Linked DNA regions of Mus musculus: regions 2, 3, 4, 5, 6 and 7 are each linked to region 1. Evidence: chromatin contacts called from public HiChIP or PLAC-seq and promoter capture Hi-C data. All regions are on one chromosome and are shown on one strand. Each heading gives the region's core, a stretch centred on a gene start, on an enhancer-like site or on the middle of the called end of the contact. The rest is flanking DNA. Distances are from core to core; before and after follow the strand shown. Region 1 holds the start of Akap7 (A kinase (PRKA) anchor protein 7). Region 2 overlaps Arhgap18 (Rho GTPase activating protein 18). Region 3 overlaps Arhgap18 (Rho GTPase activating protein 18). Region 4 overlaps Arhgap18 (Rho GTPase activating protein 18). Region 5 holds the start of Arhgap18 (Rho GTPase activating protein 18). Region 6 holds the start of Stx7 (syntaxin 7). Region 7 holds the start of L3mbtl3 (L3MBTL3 histone methyl-lysine binding protein).

Region 1 (4,421 bases), core at 1,154-3,653:
AAAGTCACCCAAAATTTGGTCTGTCACTAAAACAAAGTGTATCATTTCCAAAAATCCAAATAATCACGGGAGTAAAGGTTACACTAATAATGATGACGTGAAGCTGGAAATTAGCAATACTAGAATTACTAGTTTTGCTAATTAGACATTAGCATTACCAGCATTACTAGCCAACATTGTAATGGGTACTTTATGCCAGGCACGCGCACTTTGCTAAGTAACTCATTTAAACCTTAACAACTCTGTTATAGGGAAGACTAGTATTACACCAGGCACCGACTTAGGAACCTGCCCACAAGTAAAGTAGATTCAGGAGCTAACATTCGGATCACGTGAACATGTCACATGACCCACAGTTTCCAGAATCACTCTTTACCATATACTGATGGCAGCACTGTAAACTGAGGCAGGAAGCAATGGGTCAACAGGTGAGAAGCACGGAAGATGGCCTAAATGTCTTACTGAAATCTGGGTTCCTCTCACATACACTCAAACAGGCCTCCTCGCAACCTTGCTTGAAGCAAAGAGAAAAGGGGAACTAATTTAAATGTCTAACAGAGAAACAACTAAACAGTGCATGATCATTCTGGTGACTGAAAACCACCGGTATGAGGAGTCTAACAACAGGGGGAAAGGCGACTCTCTAACAAGCAGATACGCAGTCAAGGTCATGCTGACTTAGCATACACAAAGCCCTAGGCTTTATCCCCAGTGTTACAAAAACAAGCATAAGTCAAAAAGTAGCTAGAAAACTGCATGTTCCCAAGACGTACGGGTAGGAAAGGAAGAATAAAAGCTGAAGTGTTTCTGAATGCCAAATACTTTCCAACCACTGTACTAGGTTGTTTCTAAAGTGAATATTGCTTTTGTAAGAAAAACCATGAATGTATGTAAAGAATCTTCTCAAGCCAAGAAAGTAAATGCATTCAAATCCTCAGATCACAGGGACACTTCAGCAAACACTACCAAAGCCAAGCAAACAGAAAACAAAAAAGACAGACAGACAGACAGACAGACTGCCCAAGTCCTACAAAGTAAGTTTCCTATCTGAACAACAAAACACACCTTCATTGGGCAAGACTCTCTTCTGGTTCCCCAGCACTGTAAACAGCTATGGAATGGGCCTGTCATTCATTACGGTCTATCTACTTCGACTAGCTACGTAAAACAGCAGAGTAGGTCTCCAGAAATGTTTAAACTTCATGCCAACCAGGCCACTTACCCAGTGTGCTTCCATTTGCGCCTCATGAAGAGGGAGCAATCCAAATTATTAAGGAGAAATTGACAAATCGACACTACATGAATGGAAGGACCCAGTAAACTGGACAAGTGCCATAAGCTTTGTCACTATAGGGAAACGATGCGCTAACAGCATCCCAAACTGCAAAGCCACACGGTGTAAAAAGGTGAGAAGAGTCCTCTCTTTCCAACTATTACCCTATTCCCTTCTGCCTATTACCCACACTCCTGTAACCTTATAAAAACATCTCAAGCAGGGACACTCTGGGCATCTCCTCACGTGATACGAGTAATTGCATTCACATGAAATTTATAAACGCATGTACATTATTCACCTGATTTATATTTACATACATATAAAGTATTTACATAGCATGCTTGGACTGCCTATTTTAATATTCTTACGCTTTGTATACATGTAGGTGTTCTTGTAGAACACCTTTTTCCCCTTACTTCCCAGTCCCTTTCCCTCCGAGTCCAACCTCTAATTCCTACCCAGGTTCAGCATACAACGAAAGTTGACCCAAGCTGAAGTACATCCTGGGCGCCAGCAGATTGGCGCCCGTTTTAAAGTGTGCCTTGCCAAGCCTCGAGTAAAACCCTAAATGAGACAAGACAGTGTTCAGAGGCTTCTATTTGCCATTTTAAAAAATAATTAGGTAAATAAAACGGAGTTTTTTTTTTCCCCCCTTGATTTTGTTAACCTCCCCAACACAGTAGGAAAGGATGTGCTGCAAAACTCTGGGTCATGGGTCACAAGATAGGAAGAGGTAAGAGAAACAACAACTTGTGTGTACACCCCTTTCGGTTCGAGGAGTGGAGTGGTGCACGGAGACCCACGGATGCAACCAAACTGCCCGGACTACCGGGCTGGACCGGGATGCCCAGGGTGTAGGGGGAGGGTCGATCGCGAGGGGCGTGGGGCTGCGGGCGGCCTGGGAGGCGGAGCGGGGCGGGCGAGCACGCCCCACGGCAGAGGCCGCCCCGGGGCGCGCAGGGCGGAGCGCTCTCACCCACGGCGGGGCGCTCCATGGTCGCGGCGCAGAGACGGAGGCGCGGGCCCGGGGCGCGCGGGACGGCGGGGGCGCGGGCCGCGGCGGCCAGGCCTGCGGAGGCGCAACGCCCCGCGAGTCGCAGCATCCCCGGCACCCGCCGCTTCAGGAGGAGCCGGAAGGGGCCGGCCCGGCGAGGCGTGGATACCCGGATCGGGGCGGTCCCCGGGGCCGTGCTGGGCTCGGGCTCCGACCTCTGGCCGCCCTCGGTTATTTCCTGCGGCGCGGCCCTTCCCGTCCCACGCTCGGAGGGGCGAGCCAGGGATCCAGAGAGCATTCCTTGGCCCGCTGTCCCTTGAGAACCCGTGTGTTTGCTTTAGCGTGGAGCTTTGGAAACACAGATCTGATTGCAAAATAGGCGGGCTGAGCAAAATGTACAATACAATAGCGAGACCTTGAACGTCGCTATAATGAGATGCTTTTATTTACTTGCCATTACCCCCCCCCCAAAAGTAGCATTTTCAACAGCAGTTTAAGAGCTAAAAGTTGGAATTGTTAAATGAAATCATCTACAAATTTTTTGCAGGCAAGGCTCCTCAGTATCTGAATAAAATAAGAGAAAACTATTTTTTTTAATAGTTAAAATATGAATATGTCTTGTAGAAAAGAATGCTACTGTTTTTTTCCGGGCTGGGGGCAAATGGTGGTATTACTGCTGGTTTGTTGGGGAATGTAATTTTAATTTAAGAAAATATGGTGGTGTGTCTCTTCTCCACAGCTGTAGCCCTTAAAGCTGGTAGGGAACTTTGAAGAATTCCCTGCTTAGCCCCTTTTTGTGGATCTTCACGGAAAACGGTCTTTTTAAAGGAGCAGGCTATCTAATCACAGAGAAAGAACGAAAAATAAGTAAGGGAGCTTGCGGCAAGAGGATCCTCAAAGGCCAGCCGATGCTAGCTGGACTGGACAGGGTACAGATAAGACGTTTAAGCATAAGGATTACTTTACGCAGTAGACAGAGAAACAACTCTTTGCCCTCCCTTTTCCTGCTGGAAGTAGACTATACATTTCTCTTTGTAAGGATTACTCCCCACTCTGTTTTAAAGGTGTATTTATGTAACTGGGGAGTAGGAGCAGTGCACTGACACAGCAAGGTTGACAGCCAGTTTGCAAAGAGTAGAGCACTACCCCCACTCCCCCCTCCTCGGGCTTCACAAAGGACGCTACAGACCTGGGAGACGTGGGTTCTGCACCTCATGTGTGGTCTGATGCTTGGGGGCGAGGTGTCTTCCTTCAGCTCAAGAGCCCACTCCTGGATTTCCCTCCTTTTAAAAACAAAACAAAACCAAAGCGCTGTGTTTCTATTTTAACCACACATCTGTGGTGTAATCCTTAGCCTTGGGATATAACTTCAGTGGAGGAACCAGAACACCAACCCAGCCCCCAAACCTTTCACCTACAATCTACCCTGTCTGAAATAATGTGCTGGGGCAAAGGAGGCAAAGATCTTGGGAGAGTGGCCAACCAGTGACTGCTCTAGTCTGAAGCTCACGCCACAAAAGGAAGCCCATGCTTGATACTACAGCATGACCAGGAACCAGAGGCTGGACAGCCCAGAGACCTTTGATAAGAAAAAGAAAATCGCAAATGGTTCCTAATGATATTCCGCTGTACTCATAGATCAGTGCCTAGCCCAATCGTCATCAGAGAGGCTGCCTTTGGCAGCTGATGGGAGCTGATGCAGAGACCCACACCAAACTTGAGCTGAAAGCTCTCTACTTGGAAGTCTCCTTCCAGTCTCTCCCCCTCAGAGTTTGGGGAGCCCTGAGGAAAAGGGGAAGAAAGAATTGGAGGATTCTGCCAGTGAGGTGGAGGACACCAGGAGAACATGACCCACAGAATCAACTAAGCAGGGTTGGTTCATAGAGGCTCACAGATCCTGCATGGGTCTGGGCTAGTTGCTCTACATACATGCTGTGGTTGTTTAGCGTCACAAAACTGTTGCGAACTGTCGTGAACTGAGGACAGAGGCGAGAAGGAAACCTCGGACTTGGAGGTTAGGTTATAATAGCTTATGTATTGGGAAGTAGCAATAAACAAGTAAATGGTGAAATGGGATCGCACTCATTCACACACCTCCGGTCTGGCCCGATGTGATAGCCTGGCTTGATGGTGGTTGGTCAAGTAAGGTTC
Region 2 (4,421 bases), core at 1,001-3,500, 1.6 Mb after region 1:
GGCCTTGTGAATTTCTAGTTTAAAATCATAAAATTAGGTCAAGAAAGAGTGCCTTGCACACAGCCTTTCTTCCATAATTCTGCCAGCCACTTCCCCTTGGCCTGGGATTCAGGCTGTCATGTTTGAAAGCATTCACACTGTCTTTGCTTCTCCTCATTACCGTATTATCCAGAGACCTGTTATTTAAGGGGCCATAAGCATTCATCCTGCATCCTGATGGCGGAGCTCGGTCTTGAACTCGGCTTCCTGCCTTACTCTTAGGTTGATCTTAAGCTTTGACAGATAATCAACATGTGTATTGATGAGAGATTTGGTTGATTACAGTCTCCTTTTTCAGGTAAAGTTATATTCATATATATATATATATCTCAGAGAAAGAGAGTCCTTCTTATAAACATTTAGAAAAATGAAGTAAAAAAAAATCCCAAGCCAAATTATATTAACAATTTTATTCTTTAATGTGAGCTTCTACTAATCTCAATATTTTTAAAAAATATAAAATGATGCTCCCTAGATTCTCAAGGCTTCTTATATTCTATCAAAAGGCAAATGACACAGGTATTTAAAGGTATTTAAAGTAATGCCCAGTTAACATGTCTTTCTCTTTTAAGAACAACATTATTTTACAGCTACATTTTAATGACCCAAAACATTTGGTTATTAATAGAATTTCTAAGAATAAGTTTTTCCTTATCTTTAGAAGGATAGTGTGTCTTTAGGAGTACCACTGACAAATTTTTGGCTTTTGTTGATCGGTAAACTTCTTTATTCTCCGACAGCAGAGGCCATCTGGTTTGTTGGAAGGGACGTGTAGGTTAGCTTATAGGAGCTGGAGAGAGGTAGTTGCTAAGGAACGACTGCGGAGGTGCTGGCCTCCAAAAGGTCTCCTCAGGGAATCTCCTCCTGTGTTGACATCCATGGCGTGGGGAGGCCAGTATGTCCTTGAACTTCACAAAGTCTCTTTTGGAACCTTCCACAGTGGGTGGTAAATTACCCCAAGTGGATGCCCTGTTCCTGGTCTAAGAGAGTTCATGGTTCATTTCTTTTCATAGAGTTAATGAGTGGTACATTTAAATGGCTTAGCCAGGAGAAACAGAACTTTTAATCCTCTTGAAATTAAAAGCAAGAAAAAAAGATTAAAGTATTTTGTTTTAAAAGGTTCTGTATATTTTTCTTCCTCCAGCTGAAGTTTCTTGTTTTCTTTTTTCTTTTTTCTTTTTTTCTCTTTTTTTACAGATCCCTAAATTTATTGTAATCCAAGTGAGGAAACAGAATATTGAGAATCAAAAGAAGGAAAGGAAAGCCATGAAGAAATTGCTGAAGAAAATGGCTTATGACCGGGAAAAACATGAAAAGCAAGATAAAACTGCAAATGGTGTAAGCAAATCCTGAGGGTTTATAATTATTGTGATTTAAGTCCTTCCACTGCAATGTTCTCCTGTTTACTGTGCCTCGGTAGGAATATAAATGAAGGAGACCAGTTTCTTTTCTTCTAATGACCAATATTGAAAGTTGGTCAGGTGTTAGGACTCAGTGTGGAGTTTAGTAATGGTGAACAAAGAAATAATGTCAAGAGAAGACTACCCTCAATTTTCCCCTTCAGGGAAACACACACACACACACACACACACACACACACACACACATACACATACACATACACACACACACACACACACACACACACACACATACACACACACATACACACACACACATACACACACACACACACACACACATACACACACACATACACACACACACATACACACACACACACATACACACATACACACCCATACACACACACACACATACACACATACACACACACACACATACACACACACACACACACACACACACACACACACACACTCCTTTTGTATCATTCAGATGCCCACTACTGAGTGAAATTCCTCAGCACTCCACTAAGCTTCATCCATAAGAATTCATAGAGAGACTTGACTGGATTGGGGGTATCTTGAGGCAGAAGATCAATCCTAGATCCATGAAAAGTATTTAAGCTTTGTAATTTGATCAGAGGAATTTTAACTTACATTATAGAGAAGAAAATTAAGATAAAAGATCTAGATTTACAAACTAGTGTAGGGATGGATATATTAAGAACCATGTTTACGAGAATGAAATATGCATGAAAATATATTTATGAATTGAGTTAGCCATGCTCTGGTGGCAGCTCTCAGAATGAGGGAGAGGCCTTCTATTGTTCTGCTTAAGGGAAAACACCCCTCGCCCCAACGGAAGTTGCTCAGTTGCATGCTGCCATCTTGTGGAAAACTATGAAAGTGCAGTTGTCAGCCTTTGACCAATTTTTCTCCTATGGTCTGCTATGGTTGGGGGATGAAGGAGGGGGGGTCTCTAAATTATATATATATTTGGCCCGAACCCATTTGTAGCTCTCTCTTAAAAATACTTTCTTAGAGATGTAAAAATGTTTTAAAAGTCAATTGTAAATATCTCTAAACGATACAAAATAGAAGTAAGGGAAATTATCAATGTTGTTTATAGTTGTTTTAGAACTTAATTTTAAAATAGGGCTAGAAAGGAATTGTTACAGGTCATTTTTCTTTCACTTTGGAGTGCTCTGATACCTCAAATACAATGTAAAGAGGGGACTGGCATTGTAGTCCTGGCTGTTCAAATTGAGGCCAAATTAAGTGCCCTTTCCTTTTCTGAAAAAAATTCAGATATTTAGCCAAATTCTGTTGATCCAAGATACCAAGTCCTAATCACCCATTAGCTTATTCAAAGAGGCCCAAAGCTGGATGCTTGCTTTCCCACCCTATACAGAAGTAGGCAGCTCAGACTAACTTGTGTGTGTATGTGTGTGTGTGTGTGTGTGTGTGTGTGTGTGTGTGTGTGTGTGTGAAGGAAGCCTGCGCCAGGTACTGCATACTAGGAAGCAGGCATCAGGAGGCTTCAGAGGGGCTCAAGCTTATTTGTGAAAACAAATCATCTCTGCAAGAAGAAAGAAGTGTAGACTGACTGCAGAGGGCATTCCTAGGGTCGCAGCCCCACACCTGGGGCCAGTTTGGACTATCTTTTAGATTGAAATTTTTAAATTCAATTCCAGAAATTTACCTTTCAGGTTGGCATCAAAGAATCAAGTTGGTATCTTAGAATCGTATACATAGGAAAAAATTATAAATGAGCAAACAAATGCACAAAATGAAATTTACTTGTGTATAGATGATTTTTTTTGTGAAAGCATCCATCCATCCATGCATCCTCTAGTGCTAGAACTGAAAAATCAAAACTGGAAGTTTTAGGCTAGGTTTTGTGACCAGTAGGAGGTTGCTACTGTCCAGCAAATGGCTGGCCCTGCAGCCGATCCCTTTGAGTGCAGTGTAAGCCACCTCACCCCCACTGCCTTGTATTTTATCACTTTTCTTCCTTGATTCTTCAGCTAAATCATCTTAATGTTCAGCCCAGGCCCTAAATGGTATGGCGGTGGTGGAGCACACCTTTAATCAAAGCACTTGGGAGGCAGAGGCAGGAGGATTTCTGAGTTCGAGGCCAACCTGGTCCACAAAGTAAGTTCCAGGATAGCCAGGGCTATAGAGAGAAACCCTATCTAAAAAACAAACAAGAAAGAAAGAAAGAAAGAAAGAAAGAAAGAAAGAAAGAAAGAAAGAAAGAAAGACAGACAGACATTACTGGACAAAATAGACCATCTCTATTAACCATGGAAGTGAACATTTTTAAGCAAAGTAAATACAAAATAAATAAATAAAAGTATAAACAGATTATATAGTATTTTACTGTGTTGTAGGCCATGCTTTTAATGTGTGTGTGTGTGTGTGTGTGTGTGTATGTTTATATAGGAAGGATGCAGGGGAGGGAGGACGGAATGAAGGAGGTAGGAAGAGAGAGAATATGTGATCATGTAGGAGACCCAACTATGGTCCAGGATGGACTGAAACTCACAAATAACAAAAGACAAATTGGAACTTCTGACCATCCTGCCTCAACCCCAGAGAGCTATATTGCAGATAAATACTACCATGTCCAGCTTCTATGCAGTGCCCAGTGGATTTGTTCATGCTAAACACACTACCCACTGAGCTGGATCACCAGCAACCCTCTTTGGTGTTAGTACAAAATATTGTGAATATAGCAAACAAAGTGTTTATTTCATTGAGTTTACCATAATTTCATCTTACCTCTAAATTCTCTCCAATCCATGGTACCTAGGAAATCCATTTATACTGATTATCATTTATCGAAAATAACCATTTCAATTTTCTTCTGCTACAAAAGTAAATTGGAGTAGGGAACTAAGAATTAAGTCTCCCTGTGGAGCCCCCAGCTGATGGGGGGGGGCTTATGCAAATAAGGTTGGCTTGGAACATAGGGATATACACCTGCCTCTGTCTCTAGAGCTATAGGATTAA
Region 3 (4,421 bases), core at 1,418-3,917, 1.6 Mb after region 1:
TGTCACCATACCAGGCTTGGATATTTTTCTCAATTTAATATTTCTCAGACCGATAAAAGAAAACCATATTTTATTAATTTGATGTCTCATCTATTTTCTCCTATACTTTTCTACATACATTATAAGTAAAACTTATCTTATTTGTCATAATTATTATCGTCTTTCAGTCTGTGTTTCAAGACAGAAGTAACTTGCCAGTTGGTCAGTAGGAAACAATATCTTAGGGAAAACCACACTTAAGCTTTGGCTGTTTGATAATTCTCCAAACTTAAGTTGAATTAACAGATGATAAAGACCAATGGACATAACTCTGTATACTCATATTTTTGTTCCTCCTCCTCCTCCTCTTTCTGCTCCTCCTCCTCCTCCTGACGCTGCTGCTTCTTCTTTTCATCTTTCTTCTTCTTCTTCTTCTTCTTCTTCTTCTTCTTCTTCTTCTTCTTCTTCTTCTTCTTCTTCTTCTTCTTCTTCTTCTTCTTCATCGTCTTCATCGTCTTCATCGTCTTCATCGTCTTCTTCGTGTACTTCGTCTTCTTTGTCTTCTTTTCCTTTCCTTCCTCCTCTTCCTCCCCCTCCTCCCCCTCCTTCTTTGAGATGATCTCCTGAACTCACTATATAGCTCAGATTGGCCTCCCACTTATAGAGATATATGTGCCCTTACCTCCTGTGCTGGGATTAAAGGCAGGAACCACAGTGCCCACCTCTTCCTAGATTTTAAATAGTTTGAGTTTTCCTTCTAATTTCAATGTACTAAGTGGGCATAACAATATTGTTTTCCTTGTGCTGACAATGTCAAACTCCTTCCTCACCATCACTCTGGGTTGGCACATCTGGAGTATTGTTTAGCCTGTCTATTCATCAATAATCACAATGCCCAGCTGTTTTCTTTGAGGCCCAGGCTATTGATGCTTGATTTCTACATTCAAGGAGTTACTCAAGTGCAGAAGGACAGACAGCAGTCATGAGTGGCACAGATGAGAACATTTGCAAAATATCATGATATTTGGTCAGGAAGTAGCTCTGATAGCTCTCATTTAGTTCATACGAAAAAAGGCAGAATTATATTTAGTGACAGTTCTGAAATGGGGTATAGACATTTTTGTGTCCTTTGTTACCTGTCCTTTTTTATTTCTTTCTAAACATGGTACTTGAGGTGACTCTATTCTAGTTTTCCATCTGTTTTTCTATAAGCTTCATTAGATCTTAGATAATGTAGAATCACTTGATATACAGGAAATGATTGGTTCCAGGACCTCTAGAGCCTAGAGCATCCAAATCAACAGATAGATACTAAAATGTGTTGTATGAATTTGCATCAACCTATTTATGTACTCCTATATTTTGAAACCATCACATATCATTTAGAGTGTGTGATGCCATGCGCAAACTATTATATAGATAGTTGTGATATTGTGTTTAGGTAGGTCATAAAGGAGTCTGTAACAGGGGGCTCCAAAACTTAGAGTTCTGCCTGAGCTACATAGTGAGACTCTGTCTAGAAAGAAAGAAAGAAAGAAAGAAAGAAAGAAAGAAAGAAAGAGGAAGAGAGAAAGAAAAAGAAAGGAAGGAAGGAAGAGATGAAGAAAGGAAGGAAGGAAGGAAGGAAGGAAGAGAGGAAGGAAGGAAGGAAGGAAGGAAGGAAGGAAGGAAGAAAGAAAGAAAGAAAGAAAGAAAGAAAGAAAGAAAGAAAGAAAAGGGAGGAAGGAAGAAATGGAAAAATAGTTGATACCTATGTTCAGATCAGGCACTACTTTTAGCAGCACATCGAATCTAGGTTACTTGAATCTTCATATGTGGAGACCACAGACATGGAAGGCAACTATAATTTATAATTGAATTCCTACTTTTTTTGTTTTCACTTGATTCCGTTATCTATTTAGCTTTCAGGCACACACACTCTCTCTCTTTTTTTCTTTGAAAATAATGTGCTTTAAAAATTCTTGAATATCTATATTATCTGATGCACACATTTGAGAAAAAAAAATAGAAACTTTAATTTGAAATACCCTGTTACTTTTTTTTTTTTTCTTCACTACCTTGCCATATGTCTCATTAGCTACATGGAACTGAGAAAACAAACCCTTCTGGAAATAGGTGTTGGGCTCCAAGATAGCCTTGAACTCAAGCCAAGAAACCCTGCCTCCATGCAGGCTTGGGACACCAACCTCTGCGTCCTCCGCTGGGATGTGTTATTTCTCCATGCTTGCTCACCTCTAGGAGGACGACGGGACAGCCTTCCCTAGTTAATATGCAGGAACTTGTAGAGGTTAATTACATGTGAAACAATTTTAGAATTTTTAATTAAGTATATATGAAATTGACCCAAAATTTGCTATCACTATGGCCAGGGAGAATGGCAGTTGTCCAAGTTTCGAATAATAATTCTCAGTTCTGTTCGTGGCTTAGTTATAACAGAAGCACTTCAGTCAGGATTTCGGATAGTCTAAAAATATTAACGTTTTTATTCTTTGTGATTTCAAAACCATTTCTTTCTTATTTTTTTAAACTTATTTTAGAGGGAGAACTGGAAGAAGAATGGCTCAAAGAAGCAGGTCTATCCAATCTTTTTGGAGAGTCTATTGATGACCCGCAGGAAAGCATTCTGTTTTTATCTACACTGACCCGGACTCAGGCAGCAGCTGTTCAGAAACGGGTGGAAACGGTCTCCCAGACCTTGAGGAAGAAAAACAAACAGCACCACATTCGTGACGTCAGAGACATATTTGCTCAACAGAGAGAGGCACAAGAAAAAGTAAGATTTTTTTTTTGATATGAAAGCAAATGATGAAATGCTTAGAGTCCTTTGGACCAGTCCAGTTTAAATCAAGTCATTACAGACTTTATGAGCACCTGTTCTCTACCCAGTGTTACTGTGTTGGCAGTGAACCAGTGTTCTTGAGTTTCGCCCTTTTAGAAGTTACCCCAGAGAGACAAATACCTAAGCAAGTTCAAATTCCTAGCAATAGTTCTGTACTAGGGCGCATGGGGTCCTTGGAGTAGATGTGCCTGTCACACTAGTGAGTGGGAGAGAGTCGTGAAGAAGACCGTCTACACAGCTTGGTGCCAGTTGTTTCTGATAGAAAAGCAGGATCCAGGGCACTTAGTCCTTATCAGTTATTGCTTGAGGAAATCATTGAATTTCCAATTCACTGAAAGCCAGGTAGAAGTGGAGTATCAGGGAAGTGATAGCAACCCAGGAGCTGGGCCCTTGAGATGTGAAGGATTATGCTCTTTGTGTTTAGTCCCCTGCACCTTATATGGCATATAGATCTGAATTAACATCAACCCAAATGGTTAGTGTTTTCATGGATGATGCTGATTGTGATGGAAATAGAAGAGTGTTAAATGAAGAGACTTTAGGAGATAATAGAAGTACTAGAACTGCGAGGCCCTGAACAGTGCTGTGCACATAGTCCATTGATAGGGCACCCAAAGTTTATCTATAAGGAAATAAGGAGCTTGCATTGGATTGAAATCATCATATGGAACTTTTTTCGAACAGGTTTTGCTACCAACAAGAACAAATCCACTGAACTAAATGATATTTTTAAGAGCACAGATGATTTTGCTTACTGCCCCCCTCAGCTCTGGTTTAGAATATTCAGTAGAATCATTGGAAAGGATTCTTTAATAATGGTTCAATAATGACAACATTAACAGTAGCAATTGCTACCATGGCTACTGAGCTAACTGCTCTACCTGTTTGAGTTAATTGAATCCCCACAGCTATCTTCTGAGTGAGGTGCTATCATGGCCATCCTATGGTTGAGGTTCATAGACTTTAAGTAACTTGCTCCATGTCCTGTAGATGCTAAGCCCAATTTTGTCTGACTTTAAAGCATTTTCTCTTCTGCAGCATTTCCACTTTCAAACATGACTCTGATAGTAAGCAGTTTGAACGTGAGAATCGATTTACAGTACAAGCAAAGGGCAGTAAAAATGTTATGGCTTTTCATAAAAAGCAGAATGGAGGTGCTTATATAGAAGTCACTTTGTTGTTTTTGATAATGTTATGTAGAGAGCCTTTACTTTTTGTGATTACTTTGCTTTTCTGCAAAAATCCTTTCAGTTGCAGGCTGTTACTTTGCTTGCATGGCCAACTGCAGATCAAATTCAACCCACTTACGGGAAATTCCTGGGTCACTAGATTGCTCCAGGCACTGTGTAAGTTACATCCTTGTTTGCTATCCAGTGGTTGTTTGGGACATCTACCAGTGCTGAAGGATGGAAGTAGGTTTGCAATGATAGAAAAAGGAATAGTAAGGATAAACAATAAGACATCCCTTCCAAATTAAAGAACATTGCCTCCTGACCAGCCCTGGCCACTAAGAAAGCACAGAGGAAGTGACAAGCAAGAATGGGCAGACTTAGCAAAATCTATGGTGTGGGATCCCTGCTAGTCTTGAGGACGATGTTGCTAC
Region 4 (4,421 bases), core at 938-3,437, 1.5 Mb after region 1:
TTGGAAAAAGCTCTCAAGTGATCTCTAAGAGTTCGTACAGTTCCGGGTCACATTTGAGTGGGCATTTTAGAAGACTGTGCTTGCTTGGTCTTTGGAAAGTATCTAATTACCGATCTTCACCCAGCAACTTCTGTTTGCCTGCCACTGTCTTGTGTGCTCTGCAGTGGTCTGTATGTGCACGCTGTTTGAGATGTGCTTCATACACCATAACGATGGCAACATCACAGCGCCAGGAAAATGCCAGGCTGGAAGTTCCCTACTAAATTACACTGGCACCTGTTAGAGGTTTTCCCAGAATCCCCTTCGCTTTTAGACAATGCTAATTTCTTCATGGTTCTGTCACCTGCCTGTAGTTTTTAGAGGAATGATGGGCTGACAGCTTCCAGAACCTTCAGGTTTGTAACCATATAATACCATAATCACAGCTTTTATTTTACGACCTGTGAAGCCAAGGCACAAGACCTAAGGAACTCAACTCAAGGTGACAGGTCAGGGTAGTAAAGCTGAATTTCAAACTCTAGTTTCACTTAACCGTTCTATGTCCCCTGTCTATAGCCTGAGCTTGAGGAACAGCTGGTTCTGTTCTGTATATCAGTGACCTTGCCCATTAGGCCATGATTTAAACCTGAATTGGCCCACAGAGGCTCACGTGTGTAAATACTTGGTTGCTAACTTGGGGCACCGTTTTAGGGAGTTATAGAGGTGAGGTCACCCTGAGTTAGGAGGCGAGGCCATCATACTAGTGGATGTTGGACATAGCCACGGTTCGACTGTTACATCAAGAACCTGCTTTTTAATTTTACTGCTATCTTTTCAGCACAGGTCAGAGTGCGTATTGGATCCCTTGGAACTAGAGTTATATATGGTTTTGTGTGTGTGTGTGTGTGTGTGTACGTGTGTGTGTGTGTACACGTGTTAGGACTCCAACCCAGGACCTCTAAATGAGCAGCCAGTGCTCTTAACCACTAAACCACCTCTTGAATAGGGACTCGATTATCCTTCTGTCACCTTGTGTAAAACTGCTACTGCTTACTTTTGCCTGTGGAGAAAGGTCTTCGAGCCACCAGACGTTCCCCACCAAGACAGACTGAATTCTCTCTGAAAGCACAGGCCCACATCAACCCCTCCCCCTTTATGGTTTTTCCTTCAGATATTTTGTTACAGTGATTAGAAAGAAAAAAAAAAAGTAAGCAACACACCCAGGGTATGTTGTTTTGTTTTGGCTACAAGAGTTTATTAACTCCTTTTGACTTGGTACAAGGTTAGGCTTAAACTTGAGGTCACCCTGTTTCGGCCTCCAGGTGGAAGGGTCAGAACCCTGTGCAGAGACAGCAGCTCCCTGCTTACTTTGTCCACAGTGCACGTTTATGACCATGAAGAGCTATATTTAGTACGGTAGACATTTTAGTGCTGATAGCTTCTGTAATTTAAGAGGACTCGTCAGAGATCATAGGGGAAATTTCACTAGGAAAGGGCGGGGTCAAGCTTCAGGTTATAACTTGTGTTTTGAGCTAGAGCCTTATGACCTTTGTGGCTTGGCTATAGTACGGTCAATCTGTCTGACCTGTGAGTAATATTGCGACTCATCAAGTGGCAAAGCACCATGACTTTGATGGCCCCAAGAGTGTCAAATGCTGTGAAGACTCAGCGAACTCACTCCAGTGTGAGCATGAAGCCAGTGGAGTGTGTGTCTGAGTGTGTGCCTCTGTGAAGCTAGTAAGTGACTCTGTGTGTGTGTGTGTGTGTGTGTGTGTGTGTGTGTGTGTGTGTTCGCCTCCGTGAAGCTAATAAGGTACCACATGGCACTCATCCTCAGCTGTGGTATTGGGTGATACTCTCATTATCAAACATTTGAAAACAGCCCGAAGAGGAAGCGCAGGTCATTTACAGCACAACTTCAGAGCTAACCTTGGTATTTTTCCTTTGGGGGTTGTGTTTTTCTGTCTTGATTTTTAGTTTTTATTCCGCGCACACACACGTTCTTAGACATGCTATCTTAACATTGAAGTTTCTATAGCTTATCTACTGTTGTTACACTTGCAGTTAAATTTTAACCCAGCTGCAGAATGCAGAATGTCTCAGCAGGCATTTTCTGCTAGGGAAACCACAGATATGTCAGGATGTGTATGTTGCTAAGCCACCACAACATCATTTCCTTTCCTACTTCCCCTTGACCCCTGCAGTCCCATTGCTGGCTTGTCACTCCTGGCATCTGAGTCATCCCGGACTTGTGTCTCAGGCCTGCTCCAGGGGGCTGTTACTGAGCTACGTGGTTTTTTTCTTCTTGGCTTTGTTTTTTTGATTTTTTTTTTTTTCCTGCCCAGCCTTCCTTTGTTTTCAAGTGCTGCACCACAGCTTGGCCTTACTGCACTCATCTCAACACTGTCGAGGCCTGCTTGCTGCGCATGCGCAGAGGCCTGGCTTCCATCTTCAACACCCCAAGGACAGAAAGTAGTCATCATTGCTGGTTTCTCAGTGTTTGTGTGACAGTCTCCAGTGAGAGCGGCCCTGCACTCTTGGCCAGCTTTCTTTCCATCCGTTGTGATTCCCTCGTGGTGTTCTCGTTTACCATGTTCACCATGTGCTTCTTCCTTACTGGGTTGTTAGAGGTAAATGGAGTACTGTGACGTAGGAGAGCCTCTAACATTTCCAGCCTCTATCCTTCACGACTTTATGACCCATTAGGGCTTTCTCTCTTCCTACCTATCATATTGCTCTATAATTCACACTAATAAAAATATGAAAGACATCATACTGGTTTATGCTTGAGGTAATTTGTTAATTAATAGCTTCTTCTCTTTCCTCTTCCTCCTTTAGACGGGGTCTCACTTTGTAGCCCAGGTTAATCTCAGATTTGTACTCTTTCTGCCTCTGGAGTACCGTGATTACACACTTATGTGATAGCACCCGGCACAAATTATTTCACAACAGAAATTTTAAGGAAATGGGACTAATGAAAAGAGCAGGTTGGTTTTCCTTAATTTCTTCCAGGGGGGCTTTATTTGGTCAGTTAAATAGATTGCAATGCTGTGTTTGTTACCTTTAGTCCACAGTCCAGAGAAAGAACACTTTTCTGGGTGGAGATATAACTGAGGTGTGCTTTATGTTTTGATGTAGAAAGTCTGCGGTTTAATCTCAACCACTATAATAATATAATTTTCTTGAAGTATGTAAGTCCGAGAAAACTATTTCAAAGTATAGCATAAAAATGAAAGACGAGCAGGAGAGAAATAGAGCTTTCTGTGAGATTGTATTATCTAAGAATGTCCTTTGAAGACAATGTACTTCTTTGGGAATGTTCTTTGATAAAAATATATTACGTGAATGAATTTTAAAAAGTCAGACTTGGTTTGTGTGTGTGTCCCATTTAGTTTCTTTACTTCTTTTCAGGTACGTGTGACCAGTATTATATCTGTTCTAGAATATAAACTTATAGAATCTTTGAGCAGGTTGTTTTCTCTCTGTGTGTGTGTGTGTGTATGAGCACACACACACACAAGCACACATGTATGTACAGACATCAGTGTGTGAGGTGATGCTCTGGGATAATTTTTCTCATCCTTTGGAATAGTTTTCCTTGTACTCATCTTCCAAGCTTCTACACAACATCCCACAGAGCTCTTAATACTGAATGGATTTTCTAGCCCAAAGTTCCAAAGTCCTTCCACAGTCCTCCCCAAAACATGGTCAGGTTGTCATTGGAATACCACACTATGCTGAGTTTGGGTTGATTTTAGTAACAGGCCTTAAGAATTTTATCCTATATCCCAGGTGTCAGAAATCCATGTTTCCATCACTCTATACACTTGACCACACCAGGAATCCATCAGGAAGGTCTTGGAGGGTTTGCTTTTGTTTCCTCTGGACCTGTTTGCTCTGTCGCTCTGACATTCCTTTTTTCTTTTTTCTTTTTTTTCTTTTTTTTTTTTTTAATGTCATTCTTTTCTTCTTTTTTTTTTTTTTATTTTTATCTATTTTATCCCGCTCACTGCCCCCTCCTAGTCACACTCTCCCACAGTCTTTTTCTGTTCCCACATCCCCTTCTCTGAGCAGGTATATCCCCTCCTGGGTATCTAGTCCCCTTCAGCACTTCAAGTGTTTGTGAGTCTAGGCCCATCCTTTCCTACTAAAGCCAAACAAGGCAGCCCAGGTAGAAGAACATATCCCCATCCCATATCCCATCCCATATCCCATCCCATATCCCATCCCATATCCCCATCCCATCTCCCCATACAGGCAATAGCTTTGGGACAGCCCCCACTCGAGTTGTTAGGAACACATGTGTGAAGACCAAGCTGTACATTTGCTACCTATGTGCTGGAGGAGGGCTAGGATCAGACTGTGTGTGTTCTTTGGTTTGGTTCAGTCTGTCTGTCTGTTTGTCTGTCTGACTTTCTCTCTCCCTTTTTTGGCTTTTTGTT
Region 5 (4,421 bases), core at 495-2,994, 1.5 Mb after region 1:
GAGTGACCACAAAGGTAAGCAAGAATTTCAGTTAGTGACTGGGGATTCAGACCCTTTGGTTGCTTCCTTGCCTGGGTTCAGTCTCCCCACCCACTCCCATACAGACTGACAGTCACAGTTGCAATTGGCAGGACTACTGGCATATACTTGTCCAGAGAATCCCCAAATTTAATGTTCTCAACTGGGTAGCAAGTTCAAGGCTAAAGTCAGGGCTAGAAAGATGGCTCAGTAGTTAAAAGCATATGCTATTTTTCCAGATGACCTGAATTTGGTTCCTAGCACTATGATGGGCAGCTTTCAACTTCTTTATAACTCCATCTCTGAGGAATCAGACAGTCTCCCCTAGCCTCTGGGGCACCAGAACATTTGTAGCAAACACTTGGAGGGACACACAAACATGCAAATCAGTAACCAGCCCAACAACAACAGCAGCAGCAGCAGCAGCAGCAGCAGCAGCAAGGTATGGTTCTAAGAATAGCACTTGGGGACAGAAATAGGAAAATCTATGGTTTGAGACCAGCCTGGTCTACACAGAAAGTTCCAGGCCAGCCAGGGCTATTTCATCTAAATGTGTGTTGTGTGTGTGTCTCTGTGTGTGTGTGTGTGTAAAATAATAAAATATATATCAAGCAAAATGTTTCAATTGAGATTGTCACATATATCAAAGAGCAAGAATTTTTGTTTTTAATTTTTAGGACTAGGAAACCCAGAAAATGATTTTTTAAAACTGATGTTTGAACTTGCTTTTTTCAGTTGACTAAACAAGGCGGTATCTAGGTGGGCATCTCCTGGCACTTACTATCTTATTTTGGTCAAGATATTTCACCTGTCCACTGGCTATACTCTTTCTAATAATATTCTCTCTCTCTCTCTCTCTCTCTCTCTCTCTCTCTCTCTCTCTCTGTGTGTGTGTGTGTGTGTGTGTGTGTGTGTGTGTGTGTGTGTATCTGTGTCTGGCACAAGCTGGAGTATTCTTGGGCATACCCCCAACCCCACCACTGGAAAGTAATAGGTTCTCAGCAAATGTTGGAACTTCTTATTTTGACTATTAACTTTTTTTTTTTTTTTTTGGTTTTTCGAGACAGGGTTTCTCTGTATAGCCCTGGCTGTCCTAAAACTCTGTAGACCAGGCTGGCCTCGAACTCAAAAATCTGCCTGCCTCTGCTGGGATTAAAGGCCTGCGCTACCAAGCCCAGCTGACTGTTAACTTTTAACAGGCATTAGGTAGACAGTTTAAAGTTTATTTTTCCCAAATAGTGTTTGATTAAAAAAAAAAAAAAAAAAAAAAAAAAAAAAAAAAAAAAAAAAAGGTGTGCTTGATATTGCAGGGCACACAATAACACAGTATATTTTGTAGCGGAAAGCAAAGCCTTTCTGGTGGGCCAGATGGCATTGTGACCTTTGATTGGGCTTCTTGGTTTGGCTGTGGTGAATGTCGAATGCCTGAAGGGGTTAAGGAATGCCTTCCTTGAGTGATGCGAAGCAGCAGAAATAATCAGGTAGTAGTAACACATGGGGAAGGGAAAAGACTCTGTCCTAACCACGGTTTCCTCAGGCCCCCTTAACAACTGCTGCTGCTGCAGCGGCGGCTGCTGCAGCCTGGGATTGCCGGGTTTAAACAAAGCTGTGAGTCACACACAGCCTGTAACTGCAGGGCCAGGAAGCTCTGCGGGAGAGGCCACGCCTCTCTCCCTGTGAATCGCTGGCCCGGACAGGGGAGGGGCTGGCCCTTGCTAATGAGCAAGTTGGTCAGGCGAGACAGGAACTTCATTCCCCTCTGTGTCAGAATCCCAGAAATTATGCCCCTTCTCTCACCATGAACTGGCTATCGAGTTCCTCGGGAGTTGTGCTAACTGCTTACCACCCCAGCGGCAAGGACCAGGTCGCTGGGGACAGCCATGTAAAGGGAGGCGACGAAGCCACCTCCAGGTAAGGAGGAAAAACAAAAACCCTCTACCTGCCCAAGGAACAAAGTGACAGGGAAGTTGTCAAGAGCGGAGAGAATCACCTCTGTACTTGAAGCCTGACCTGACGCTGCAACATAGGCGGTTGGCTAGTTCTTTGCATCTCATTTACTCGAGTGCAAGAGCCCTTCTGGTTACCAGTGGAGGATGGGGGGAGTCGGGGGCGGGGGTGTGTGGGAGGTGACTCTGTGGCGCTCCGACCAGTTGCTTAGCAGGTGCATGTGCAAATACTGACTGATCAAATGACTGTATCGGAAACACTCTCTGGGAGATGGAATTCTTGAATGGGCTCAAAACGCCGCTGGAACTGTTAGCTGGGAAAGTCTGCCAAATAGCAGGGAGGCTGGTCACTCTTCTTGCTGTTTTGAGAGTGGCACCCTCCTCCTCTCTCTGAAAGCAGACCGCTTGGGCAAAATGCCCAAGTCAGTGGCCTGTGGCTGTGCTGTTCGCATTCTTCAGTGTGTGTAGATTACTCGCACAGCCAAACACACCCCTCCCTGCACTCTTGGGATTTCAAAGGGGAGTTTTTGTCAGCAGGCAGTAAGTACTCTGTTGGTAGAAGGAGCGTGGTTAATGTAAAATCACTTTATAGGCAGATAGGGCAAACGTTCTATAGACCATTGAGTCGCAGAGTCCTCTCTGCCTCTCTGTGTACTTTGTTCTGTTTTTCAAGGTTGGTTTTTCCCCTGCCTCTTCCTTTCTCGCCTTAATGACCTTCTCCCTAGCTGAAACCAGTAATCTCCAGTCTTAGATAGAAATTGCAAACATTGGCCTGGAAGATTGAAAAAAAAAAGTTATCAGTAAGTCCAATTCCATCTTGATATTAAAGGTGATAATGAACACTTTATTGTTCCTGGGTACTTCACGCCTGTGCCTTCCAAAGAAAAGAATGCCTTCTTTCATTGGTTTCCCAAATCCTTAACCGCGTGGGGCGTGTGAAAAATCAAAGGAAAGGTTAGACCTTGCCTGGGGAACTTTGCTTCTTACTTGTTGCCCTCTGTATGGAGGCCATTGGATAAACTCATTTCCAAAGTTCAAAGGGAGTGGTTGCTTTGGGGCTACACATGTAACCATTTTGTTTCCTTTGAGATTTATCAAGCGTTTCCATGCATGCTTCTGCAGGACAGTAAAATATTCATCTTTTAGCAGCAAGCAGCCAGCAACAGCAAACCAACAGTAAGCAGCCCTAGCTTGTCTTCCTTCTGACAGTTAAAATAGCCCAAACTGTGAGCTCCCAAGTTCTTCATTTGTCACTGGCTTCAGGCTGGGTGGGCTTGAGGACTGAGCTGAGTCTTGGGTCTCCGTTGTGAGAGTGAATTAAAAGCGCTGGGACTTTGGGTCCCAACCTTCATCCCACTGTTCAGACTCAAACTCCAGAAATCCCGCTCAGGTGTAGCAAAGTCTCTTAGGGGAAGCTTGTGCATGAAACTGTAGCCATTCTTTCCCATCCATCTTTGCAAGTTTGTAGTTTGTTGTGGGAGGTTTAGACTTGAGCAGGTGGAACAAATGTGTGTATTGTGTTGTTTCCAGCTATTGCAGAAGCAGAGCCAAGGTGGGCAGAGAAAACAGGGTGAGCAGTAGGCCTTGGATATGTGTCAGGACACATCTCTAGATGGGCTGTAAAAGACCTTTCAGCTAGCCGCCAAAATGCTCACCAACCATTTTCTGGGACTGCCTTTTCATGAGGGATAGGTAGTGATGCTGGGGTGTGGGGAGAAGGTCAAAGACTGGTTTGAGGCAGGAGGGGAGGGGGAAGCAGTCTTCATTAATTTTTACCCTGAAGCTTAGTAACATATCAGCTAGCACAGTGTAACTTTGGGAGGTTCCTTGTTTAGCCTGGAAGAGGTTAAGATACTGGAGTTGGCATGAAGTAAGGCTTCCTGGAGTGAGGGGGGATTTGAGCAGTGGAACAGATAGGGCTAGTAGTGACCTCCTAAGGATGGCCATAATGGATGGGGCTATGTGTGGATTGGCTGGCTGGTAGTTTAAGCATTACGAAGTTGCTCCAAGATTTCAGTGATTGTTGATGCCTATTTTGTAAACAAAACTGAAGTGAAACTCATATAAAGAGGCTAATTAGATCCTGCATGTCCTCATATCTATTTAAAAGTAGCGGGAGGTAGCTCAAAATTCTGACCTTGTTTATCAAAGAATTTCATTTATTCTAAATTATATGTGTATATAATATATAACATGTATATACATATATATGTTATGTGCATATACTCATATTTTATATATAACAGCAAAATATAAAGGGTTATATTTATGATTTCAGATGTTTATAGAAAATGTTTTGATTTTTAACTTTCTCTTGCCAAATCATCCTTTCAGGATGATGAGAAGTTAATACTTTGGTGAGCAGTCTGATATCATAGAACTTCTTATATTACATTACCTCGATTAGAATTCACTCCCGGATCCCAGATTGAAGAATTCCTCTCACTCCTGTTTGAA
Region 6 (4,421 bases), core at 505-3,004, 1.1 Mb before region 1:
CCATGTTGTCTTCCAGTGAAACTTTTATATAACTTTTAAAAATTTCGTTCCTGTTTTTACTTCAAAAACCACTACTGACACTACAGCGAGGCAGTCATCTTTTGGGTTACCGCTAGGCTCTGTATAAATCTCCATCTCAGCATGTGGTGTCATGTGGAGGGTACCACTGCCAGATAGGAAAACACCATATTCTACTCAATTTGAAATCTGTAGTGCAAGGCTTGATAGTTGCTTCAGAATAGACTCTCAGCAGATATTAGTTGTCTGGATCCGGTGGCAGGAAGGATTCAAGAGTCTGGACAGGACACTTAAGGCTTTGTTGTTCCTAATTACCTGTGTGACTTAGAAGTGTTTGGTGTTTCAGGTTCCTTAATCTGTATTATGAGGAAACAGAACCAGATTTTCTAAAAGGGACTCTGTAGCTTTAACAGCTAACATGACTTTCTATTAGAGGTTATTGCCTTGTCAAAGAATGATTTTTAAAAATAAAACAATTTTGAAAAAGGGAGAGATTTCAAAGAAAAACTTGAATTTCCTCTGTATCTTGGAAAACATACAATGTCACTATGATGGACTAATACTTCTAAAAGTTCACAGTGGAGATGATAGGTAGAACTCAGGGGTAGATCAACTACCTGAAATGTGAGGCCTTGGGTTTGATCCCTCATTCCTCAAAACAAAACCACAAACAACCCGGGACAATGATACAGGTCTGTACTCTGAACGATGAGGCAGGTTGCAAGTTCAAGGTCTACCTGGATTACAGAGTGAGTTCAAGGTTAATATCTGGGTAACCTGTGTAGACTTTGTTTCAAAAACAACAACAACAACAACAAAAACCACTGGAGATAGAGGACAGAGTGAAGGCCTCTCATGTCCAAGGACCTTGGTTCAATTTCCAGTGCTGGACAAAACAGCAAACCTCAACAGTTCACCATGGCCCGAGCTGAATCACATGACTTTAAATGAGTACATGTTCTTTGATCCACTGGGTGGATCCTACTGAGAAGACGCTGTGTTTGAGTCTGACCTAAGTCATCTACGTATGCTTGCAGGTGTAAAACCAACCAACATACAGTTTGCTCTGTGGTTCTGATTCACAATAGTATGGATTCCCCCTACCTCCACTTGAAGTCTATCGAACTTTTGGTATCATGTGTTTTCATGCTCTTTCCAGAAATAACACCATCTTAATTATAGGCAAATCCAAGGCAATCTATTCTAATTAATTTGGCAAAGTATTTCTTTCACATGAACAACTGATGTTTCTCATCCGAGAGGTCACATGCTTGAAGAGTTATTGTTGGAACAGTGTGTGCTCTTAAAGCCTGGGAAAACCACATCCTGTATTTCAAGGATGCGATACCAACTATGAGCCAGGAAAACATCTTTATCAAGTGGGCATTAGGAGATTATCTTTCATTTATCCTTCCGGGGCTTTAGCTAGGATTGCCTTGACATTTTTGCAGTGACATTTTAAAAATGGAGTTGTCAAGTCTACCACAGAGCTGAGGGTTAGGAAACAGAACCTTTAAAAGCTGAGAGTGCTCCCTCAGTCCAGGGAGTCTGGCGCCTCCGAATAAAGAACCCAGCTCTTCTCTATTGTATTGCTTCCTCTTCTGTTGCCCATAGACATCACTTTGTCACCCATCAGAGCTTGGCTCCCCAGCAATTTTGCCAGTCCCTCCAAGCTTCAGCTGTCACTGGCCAATGGGAGAGACGCAAGCCCCGCCTCCTCCTTCCTGGGGCTGTGCCCCGAGCATGCGCAGTGGGCGTGCTTGTGCCGCCGCCCATCAGCTGAGACCGGCTGCGCCAGGCAGTGGGCCCCCGGGTGACAGCGGCTGGAGGTGGCCGAGGAAGCCGGCGAGGTCAGGGTAAGAGGAGACTGCAGAGGCGGGGGAGAGGGGGGCGGGAGGGACACCTCAGAACTGCAGCTCGCTAGTGGTTGCTTTGGGGTGCGCAGAGCGGGGCTCCCCAGGGCGCAGGGCCGGCGCCTCCCTCTCGGGCTCCCACGCCCCGCTCCGGACTCCGGGACGCGACGTGCGAGCACCGGGGCGCGCGGCAATGGAGCCTTGGGGACCGGATACTACCGCCAGATCCTGGCAGGCTACGACCGTGTTCCCATTCTCTGTCAACTTCTCCTCCGAAGAACAGAAAGGGAAACGCGATGGGCCCTGGTCATCTGGCCACAGGTTCGTTCCGCGGCCCAGGGCCTTTGCTTGGCTGTTGGCCTTACTCACACAAGCTAACTTTCTTTGACCTACCTTGTGCTCGTTTCAATTGATTTATGCAAGACACATAACAAGGTAACAAGGTATTTCGAGAATTCGCATATGTGTTTTCTAGGTTAAATTCAGACCAAAAAAAAAAAAAAAGCTTGGACGAGGGTGGGAAGAGGAAGGAAGCTTTACAGTCAAATGCTAATTTTTCCTTATAGCTGTTAAAATTTTGCTTGCATTTTATATGCATATATCAATTTTTGATTGCGTCAGATCTCGTATTTTGTCAGGAATTATTATTTACAAGTTTTCCACAATCAGGAAAATAAAAGGAATTAACTGTGAAACACTGGTTTGGTCCTGTTGGAGGTAGGCATTTCTTTTAGGTGTACTCTGAGCCGCAGTGAACAGAGATTGATAACACTGTTAAATTGTGCCTTGTGGTGCCGATGGGTCTTCGGCTTTGCAAGCTGCTTTCGAAGTTGGCCCCCAGGCTTGTGACTAGTTAAGAACGAGGCTGTAGTTTCCCAGTGTCTGGGGAAGTTAATAGAACACAGTATTAACTCACTGACCTCTGGGTTCTTTTCCTTCAGCTAGCTCACTTCTTATGCTGCTCCTGATTAACAGTCGTTTCTAATTCTGATTATTATCCCAAGTTCATCCATACGCTGCTGGTGGAAAATTATGAATAATTATGTTGAGCTATATGCCACTAAATGGTGTGTGCACAAGGCCCTGGTTCAGTCCCCAGTACTGCAGGGAAATATTACCTCTATGTCTACTAGTACTGCTAGATAAAACTCCCACAGTTAAGTCTGTGTGGATTTTTCTCTGGTTCAGTGTAACTTGAAATATTAATGTGTGAAACTGTGGAGGAAAAAAAATCTTGGTTAATTAAGCTGAAACCAAACAGTGTAGCGTTTGGATTGATGAAGGAGCTGGGCAAAGATGCACTTGTGGACCGAATACTCATATGGAAGATTGAGCACCCTCATGATTGATTGTCTCCTATGATTCCTCTCCTGTTTGTTTTAGGAATTGAAAACAAAGAGTGTGAATGCTCCCATCTTCTAAGTATGATGCATCGCTTGAAGTAGAAGTTACATTGATAGAGACTTCTCATTTCAGACCTGGCATCTTTAGTGTGTGATAACACCTTACTGAGACAAAGAGCTAGTCCTCAAAGGGGCTGGGTGTGTATCATGGAAAGGGCCATCTACAGATAGAAAGGGACACTGAGAAAAGCCCAGGTAGCAATAAGCCTGAAACAGTATTTTAGAAATGTTTATATTTACTCTTAGGCTGGGCATGTGTTCATAGGAAATCGGTACACTTGTTCATTCAGACTTACAACATTTATTCAGGATCTACTTTGTAGCCAAGTACTTAGAGAATAGACTAAGTCCAAGATTTACACTCCCCCACACACCACACATACACACACACACAAACACACACATACACACAGCACACACACACACCATACACACACTCCACACGTACACACCACACCCCACACACACATATACACCACACACGCAATACACTGCACACACATACCACACACACTCACACACCATACACACACATCATACACACCACACACACACACACACACACACACACACACACACACACACACAAAAATTAAAACCTGGGGAACAAAGGAGGAAACTCATATTTTATGCTGGGCTTCATGATTAAGAAAGTGAAACTGACCATTTGATTTGAGCAGGCTAAATTTTAAGCCAGTGTCTGCTCAGAGGAAGTCTTCAAGATTCTACAGTATGTCCATTAGTAACTACAGGGTAGTGTTTTACATTCAAGACTCTGTATCAAAATCCCCTTTGTTCATTTTTAAATTGCCCTTTCCACACAGTCTTGAGACAGCGCTCACTATAGGTGTTACTGTTTGACTCTCCCGTCTCCTCTTTCACCTTAGTGTTTATCTTCATAAAAAGATAATTACTGAGCTGTTGAGTTGAACCCTGCCCAGTAGTACTTTCTGTGGGGGATGAAGGGAATATGTGAGCTGTCCCAGCTGCTGGCCACTGGCCACATACAGTTTCTTAGCACTTGAAAGGTGGCCGAGGTGGCCTTCTTCTACCTTAGTTCATTTTGATAGTTGTGTGCAGGCAGTGCAGGTGCACATGAGGAGTGATGTAATTATTTTGAGCAAAGACACTAGGACACAAATGCTTT
Region 7 (4,421 bases), core at 917-3,416, 1.1 Mb after region 1:
TTTAATTTCCAGCTGCACTGGAAACCAAGTGTCCAGTGAAAGACATCTGTCTGGTGACCTTCAGAACTGCTGTGTACCCCCAAGACTTCTTTTAAGGATCTAGCATTGATTATATTGGAGGAAAAGGAAAACAAACAAACAAACAAACAAACACCCTCAAAGCACTCTCATAAAGCCCTCGCATCCATAATATACAATTCAAACTCAACACCCATCACACCACACTGCACTGTGTATTCAAATTAACTAGGTACATGTAAGGTGAAATTAATTTTAATCACTCACATCATTCCCGTACTCTAAACCACATAATAAAAATTCCCATTGTAAATAAGACTGTTACCCAAGCACCAGGAGGGAAATACAAATTCAACTCCAGCCTGAGCTACATAGATGGATGGACCCTGTCTCTTTCACTGTGACGGACAGGTGGTAATTACAAGAATGATTCTATACAACCTTAATCCCTCCTGTTTTTATCCTTAAAATTCAATGTTTTTTTTTTAAATACAGAATACACACTGGGAAATAGTTATGTAACCCATGCATATATAAAGTGGTTTAAATCGTAAATTATACAAAGTATACTGAAATAAATGTTTTTACTCAGTGAATCAAAATTACACCGTTACGAGAAGATACTATGTATTTTATGAGTATATATTATGTAAGTTTATACGTAAATTGTTGAATAATTTGTTAGCCTGAGATTATATGCATCAGAGACACATACAAAATGATCAGTTCATATAAAAGCTAATTTCAGGTTTGTTTTTTTTTCAGTTTTTTGCAAAGTGCTAAGCACAGGTTTCATTTTGACTTTTCCTTAACATTCCGAATTAAGCTACCTGCTATGAGTCGTAAGAGGGGAAATAAAAAAAAAAAAAAACGGAGGTACAGATGATGGTAAACAGAAGACAAACTTTCTTATCTAGGGAGTGTCAATCTCAAATCTCAGAATAAAAAGCTTTGGTTTTCTTACTGTATGCAAGAAAGGATGGAAATCACAGGGTCCGCAAGCTTAGACGTCATTGTTCTCTGATTTACAAAACTTCTATTTCGGACTAGCATCCTTTCTCACATCTGGCTGCAACTCAGGTCTTCTAATTACTTCCACGTCTAAACGGACTGCATGTAGCTACAAGTAAAGGCCAAACTTTGGTCTTGTCTCTCGAACTTAAGATGCGTTTAACCACTAGAGGTCCCCCCTTGGCCAGTTTTGCAGGCTCACTATTTTGCTGCACTTGAAACTTTCCGGCTCTCTACTCGAGTCAGTGTTTTTCTAAAAACTTGCGCAAAAATCCACGCAACCGAGGTAGCCAGTACAGAGCTTCCCGGGCTCCCCACACCAATAAAGGCATCATAACCAACCACCTACGAAAATTGAAATGAAAATTCAACTCACTCATCCCAGGCGACGCACCTCCCCCCCCCCCCCACACACACACACACTCAAACCGGTTTCTTATTTCTCGTCTCAGTTTCCCTTAACTTAGAACAATTCTTTAACATCTATTTTTGTTCCTGGGCACTTTGGATGATCTTAAATGCATGCTTTTGGCGGTAGCCCCAAGGTGGCAAAGGAGCGGGCCAAGGGATGCAGAAGGCGGGGGGGATGGGCCCAGCAAACTGCGCCCGAGAAAGTTGCATAAGGAAAGAGACTCCGTTTTTCGGGTCCCCCCCCCCTAAAAAAACAAAAAAAAGAAGAAAAATAAATCAGCGGGGAAAGGAGAGGAAAAGGAAGCTGGGCGGTGGCTGCAGGAGGACAGAGAAGGAAAAACCAAAGCGAGTTTACCTTCGTGTCCCCGTGGAAGGGTGGGGCAAGAGCCCTGACCCACGCGACCCGGCAGTGCGGCTGGATCTCCCACCCGTTTGGTCGGAGCGCGGACGGACAGACAGACACCACGGCCGGACGCGAAGAAAGCCGCCACGCTGGTCAACTTTCTCTCACGGCCCCGCGGTGGGCCGTGATCGGATCAGATCCGATCGTGAGGTTCGGGTCCTAGAAACCCCCACACACATGCACTTTTTTGCCTTTTGGATTTTTTTTTCCTTTTCTCTTTTTCCCTTTTTCTATTCTCCCAAGAAGGCGATTAAAGTTTTCCCTCCGCCAGTGCGCCCCTGGCCCCGCCGCTCTCAAGTTTGCCTCCTCCTCCGGCCGGCGGCTGGCTGGCTGGCGGGGCGCGCGGCGGATGCCTCCGCTCCTGCGCTTCCCGATCCCCACCCCCGCCGGCCTCTACTTCCCCCGCCCCGCCGCCGCTGCGCGAGGCCGGCCCCGCCGGGCCCAGGACGCGAGCGTGGACCAGACAGTAGCCCATGAGCGCAGATCGGCGCACGCACGGGTGGCGAGGCGGACCCCGGCCGCCGGCCTCGGCCACCCGGGGCGGCGGTAAACAAGTTGCAGGCTCCACGGCCCCCGCCGCAGCCCGCCACCGCCTCGCCTCGCCTCGCTCGCACGCCCGCGCCCGCACCGGCGGCGCTGCGCGGAGAAGATCGCCGCGACGGTGCGGGTGCCCGGCCCGGCCCCGCGTCCTCCACCCCGCGGGGACGGCAGTGTCGAGCCCGCGCCGCCGCGTTCCCTAAAAGCACTTTCCTGCTTCCAGCAGGAGGAAAAAAAAAAAAAAAATCCAGCGGAGGCTTTATTTCTTTCTTCTTCTTCTTCTTCTTTTTTTTTTTCCGTGCAACTTTCCCAAAATGGCGGAAATTGGAGGCGATCTCTAGGAAATTCTCCCACAGTCGGCGGCGGGGAGCGGGGAGGTGGCGAGCGGGGAGAGCACACACGCAAACTCTCGGCCGCCGGCCCCGCCGCGGCTCGGGTGTGCGTGCGGGTGCGGGTGCGTGTGCGCGGTGCGAGTCGCGGAGGGAGGCCTCTCGGCGCGCGCTCACACTCACACCGACACACACTCACCGACACATACACAGACACACACAGCCACAGAGACACACACTCACACACACATACACACACACACACATACACACTCACACACATACACACACACACACACACACACACACACACACACACACGGCCGCGCCAGCGAGACGCGCCTCTGCCACATTCAACCAGTCGGTTCTCCGCAGCCGAGCTGGCTGGCGAGCAAAGTGGCCCGGCCTCTTTTCCCACTGCCTCGGTCTCCCGTACTTGGACTTGTCGCGCTCGCCCGCCCGCCCGCTCGCTCGCCCGCCCGCCCGCTCGCTCACCCGGTGCGCGCTCGGCACAAAGGCCACACGGGCGGAGGGGGCCGCAGGGGCGGCGCGCCGGGGCTCGCGTCCTCCCGCCGCCGCACCGATCGTGCCCGCGGTCCCCTCCCGAAGCCGCCCCCTCCCCCCCTTAGGCTCAGGCCGACCGCGCTCGGCGCCCCCGGGGAGGCTGCGGCTCCGCCGCGTTTCCCCCCCACCGCCGCCCCGGACTCGCAGCCCCGCGGTGCCGCGCTCCCCCCCCCCCCCCCAGCGCCGCCACCCAGCACCCGGTGTCAAAAAAGCGACCAAAGTGACAAGCTCCGGGCGGGGGGAGGGGGCCCACACGCATCCCGCTGCCTGCGCGCGGGCGACGGCCGAACGCGGCCGCCTTGGCCCGCTCCCTTCCGCACGGCCCCCCACACCCTTCCCCGTGTGCGCGCAAAGGAGGAAAAAATACAAGTCTCTCCTCCCCCCATTTTTTCCTTTCTCTTTTCTCGCTCTTTTGTTCCTCTTTCGCACTCGCACTCACTACTTCAGAGTGAGATGCCCACAGACTCCCCCTCCAGCCGCTTCCGAGTCACTTGCCCACTTTTTTTCCCCGGGATTAAGTTTTCTCCTCTTTCCCAGAGGCGCAGAGAAGTGGGGGAGAAACCCCTTCTTTCCTTCCCCTCCCCTGATCTCTTTCCCAAGACGAGGGTGCGCTTCCTTCCCTCTCTAGGTCTCAGAACTTTCATCCTCACCCAGAAAAAAATCAATGAATGGCTCTGGCGCAGGCTGATCTGCAGATTAATTAGAGATTAGATCTGATCAAGCGCTCCTTACCCCCAAATTTTCTCTCTTTTTTTTTTCTCCGTCTCACGAGTAGTCCTGACAAATGGTCCAGGGCTGCGGGCGCAGTGCGCATGTGCGCGTAGAGTCAGGGCTGGGGAGAGGGGAAACTGCGCTGGTGCCGGTGCCGCCGCCGCCGCCGCTGCCGAGGAGGCTCGCACTGCCTTCCCTCTGACTGCTGCTGCGCCTTCGCCGCTGGAAAGCCGCGATTGAGCGGCTCGGCCGCCTCGGCCGCCCGCACACAACTGCTTCAGGTGCATCTCTCCGCGATCCTTGTCGCTGCTCCGAGCTGCTTCAAAGAACGGCCCAAACAAATGTGAAAGACCGAGAAGGTTATAGATTTCTTTGTCTGCTTTTGCACTTTACTTTTTTTCTACAGCAATTTGCAGAGCAGCGAATCCACCATGTGC

Evidence for each region. Promoter capture Hi-C pulls out the DNA fragments that hold promoters and counts their contacts. HiChIP or PLAC-seq counts read pairs in DNA pulled down with a chosen protein or histone mark.
Region 2: a promoter capture Hi-C map of hippocampal neurons shows a contact between it and region 1, with 5 times the contacts expected there. The contact joins the enhancer-like site here to the promoter of Akap7 in region 1. A contact is called at or near these places in 7 of 39 promoter capture datasets (the 3T3-L1 cell line, 3T3-L1-derived adipocytes, cranial neural crest and 4 more), 2 of 115 datasets of contacts at active chromatin or transcription factors (large pre-B cells and pro-B cells) and 1 of 9 other capture datasets (liver).
Region 3: a contact with region 1 is called in a promoter capture Hi-C map of liver, with 2.6 times the contacts expected there. The contact joins the enhancer-like site here to the promoter of Akap7 in region 1. A contact is called at or near these places in 2 of 39 promoter capture datasets (frontonasal cranial neural crest and liver) and 1 of 9 other capture datasets (liver).
Region 4: a promoter capture Hi-C map of pre-B cells shows a contact between it and region 1, with 4 times the contacts expected there. The contact joins the enhancer-like site here to the promoter of Akap7 in region 1. A contact is called at or near these places in 4 of 39 promoter capture datasets (the C10 cell line, hippocampal neurons, pre-B cells and 1 more) and 1 of 9 other capture datasets (adipose tissue).
Region 5: a contact with region 1 is called in a promoter capture Hi-C map of liver, with 6 times the contacts expected there. The contact joins the promoter of Arhgap18 here to the promoter of Akap7 in region 1. A contact is called at or near these places in 8 of 39 promoter capture datasets (the C10 cell line, the HPC-7 cell line, the SN4741 cell line and 4 more) and 1 of 115 datasets of contacts at active chromatin or transcription factors (pancreatic cancer cells).
Region 6: a contact with region 1 is called in a promoter capture Hi-C map of liver, with 3 times the contacts expected there. The contact joins the promoter of Stx7 here to the promoter of Akap7 in region 1. A contact is called at or near these places in 4 of 39 promoter capture datasets (hippocampal neurons, liver and pre-B cells).
Region 7: a contact with region 1 is called in an H3K27ac HiChIP or PLAC-seq map of embryonic stem cells, with 8 times the contacts expected there. The contact joins the promoter of L3mbtl3 here to the promoter of Akap7 in region 1. A contact is called at or near these places in 2 of 39 promoter capture datasets (the HPC-7 cell line and pre-B cells), 7 of 115 datasets of contacts at active chromatin or transcription factors (the 230-238 cell line, embryonic hindbrain, embryonic stem cells and 3 more) and 2 of 9 other capture datasets (adipose tissue and liver).

Annotation. Positions count from the first base shown.
Region 1 is chr10:25,294,676-25,299,096 of GRCm38.p6, forward strand. It overlaps Akap7 (A kinase (PRKA) anchor protein 7), which reads right to left and starts at 2,404. Exons shown (of 8, transcript NM_001379238.1): 1 at 2,253-2,404. It overlaps Gm40617 (predicted gene, 40617), which reads left to right and starts at 3,934. Exons shown (of 6, transcript NR_166644.1): 1 at 3,934-4,142.
Region 2 is chr10:26,888,496-26,892,916 of GRCm38.p6, forward strand. Arhgap18 (Rho GTPase activating protein 18) reads left to right here. Exons shown (of 15, transcript NM_176837.2): 12 at 1,237-1,377. Among named protein-coding and RNA genes, the nearest start is that of Gm30534, 75 kb to the right of the region's middle. Within about 2 kb of position 2,251, at least 14 of the 459 cell types and tissues checked have an H3K27ac peak or open chromatin away from gene starts, as enhancers often do.
Region 3 is chr10:26,847,359-26,851,779 of GRCm38.p6, forward strand. Arhgap18 (Rho GTPase activating protein 18) reads left to right here. Exons shown (of 15, transcript NM_176837.2): 3 at 2,517-2,752. Among named protein-coding and RNA genes, the nearest start is that of Arhgap18, 77 kb to the left of the region's middle. Within about 2 kb of position 2,668, at least 10 of the 459 cell types and tissues checked have an H3K27ac peak or open chromatin away from gene starts, as enhancers often do. A contact at or near this core is called in liver, where this site is marked.
Region 4 is chr10:26,797,559-26,801,979 of GRCm38.p6, forward strand. All of the region lies in intron 1 of Arhgap18 (Rho GTPase activating protein 18), which reads left to right. Among named protein-coding and RNA genes, the nearest start is that of Arhgap18, 27 kb to the left of the region's middle. Within about 2 kb of position 2,188, at least 226 of the 459 cell types and tissues checked have an H3K27ac peak or open chromatin away from gene starts, as enhancers often do. A contact at or near this core is called in adipose tissue and pre-B cells, where this site is marked.
Region 5 is chr10:26,770,768-26,775,188 of GRCm38.p6, forward strand. It overlaps Arhgap18 (Rho GTPase activating protein 18), which reads left to right and starts at 1,745. Exons shown (of 15, transcript NM_176837.2): 1 at 1,745-1,929. The coding sequence starts at 1,817.
Region 6 is chr10:24,147,535-24,151,955 of GRCm38.p6, forward strand. Stx7 (syntaxin 7) reads left to right here and starts at 1,755. Exons shown (of 10, transcript NM_001358563.1): 1 at 1,755-1,874.
Region 7 is chr10:26,371,906-26,376,326 of GRCm38.p6, forward strand. L3mbtl3 (L3MBTL3 histone methyl-lysine binding protein) reads right to left here and starts at 2,167. Exons shown (of 22, transcript NM_001359254.1): 1 at 1,796-2,167.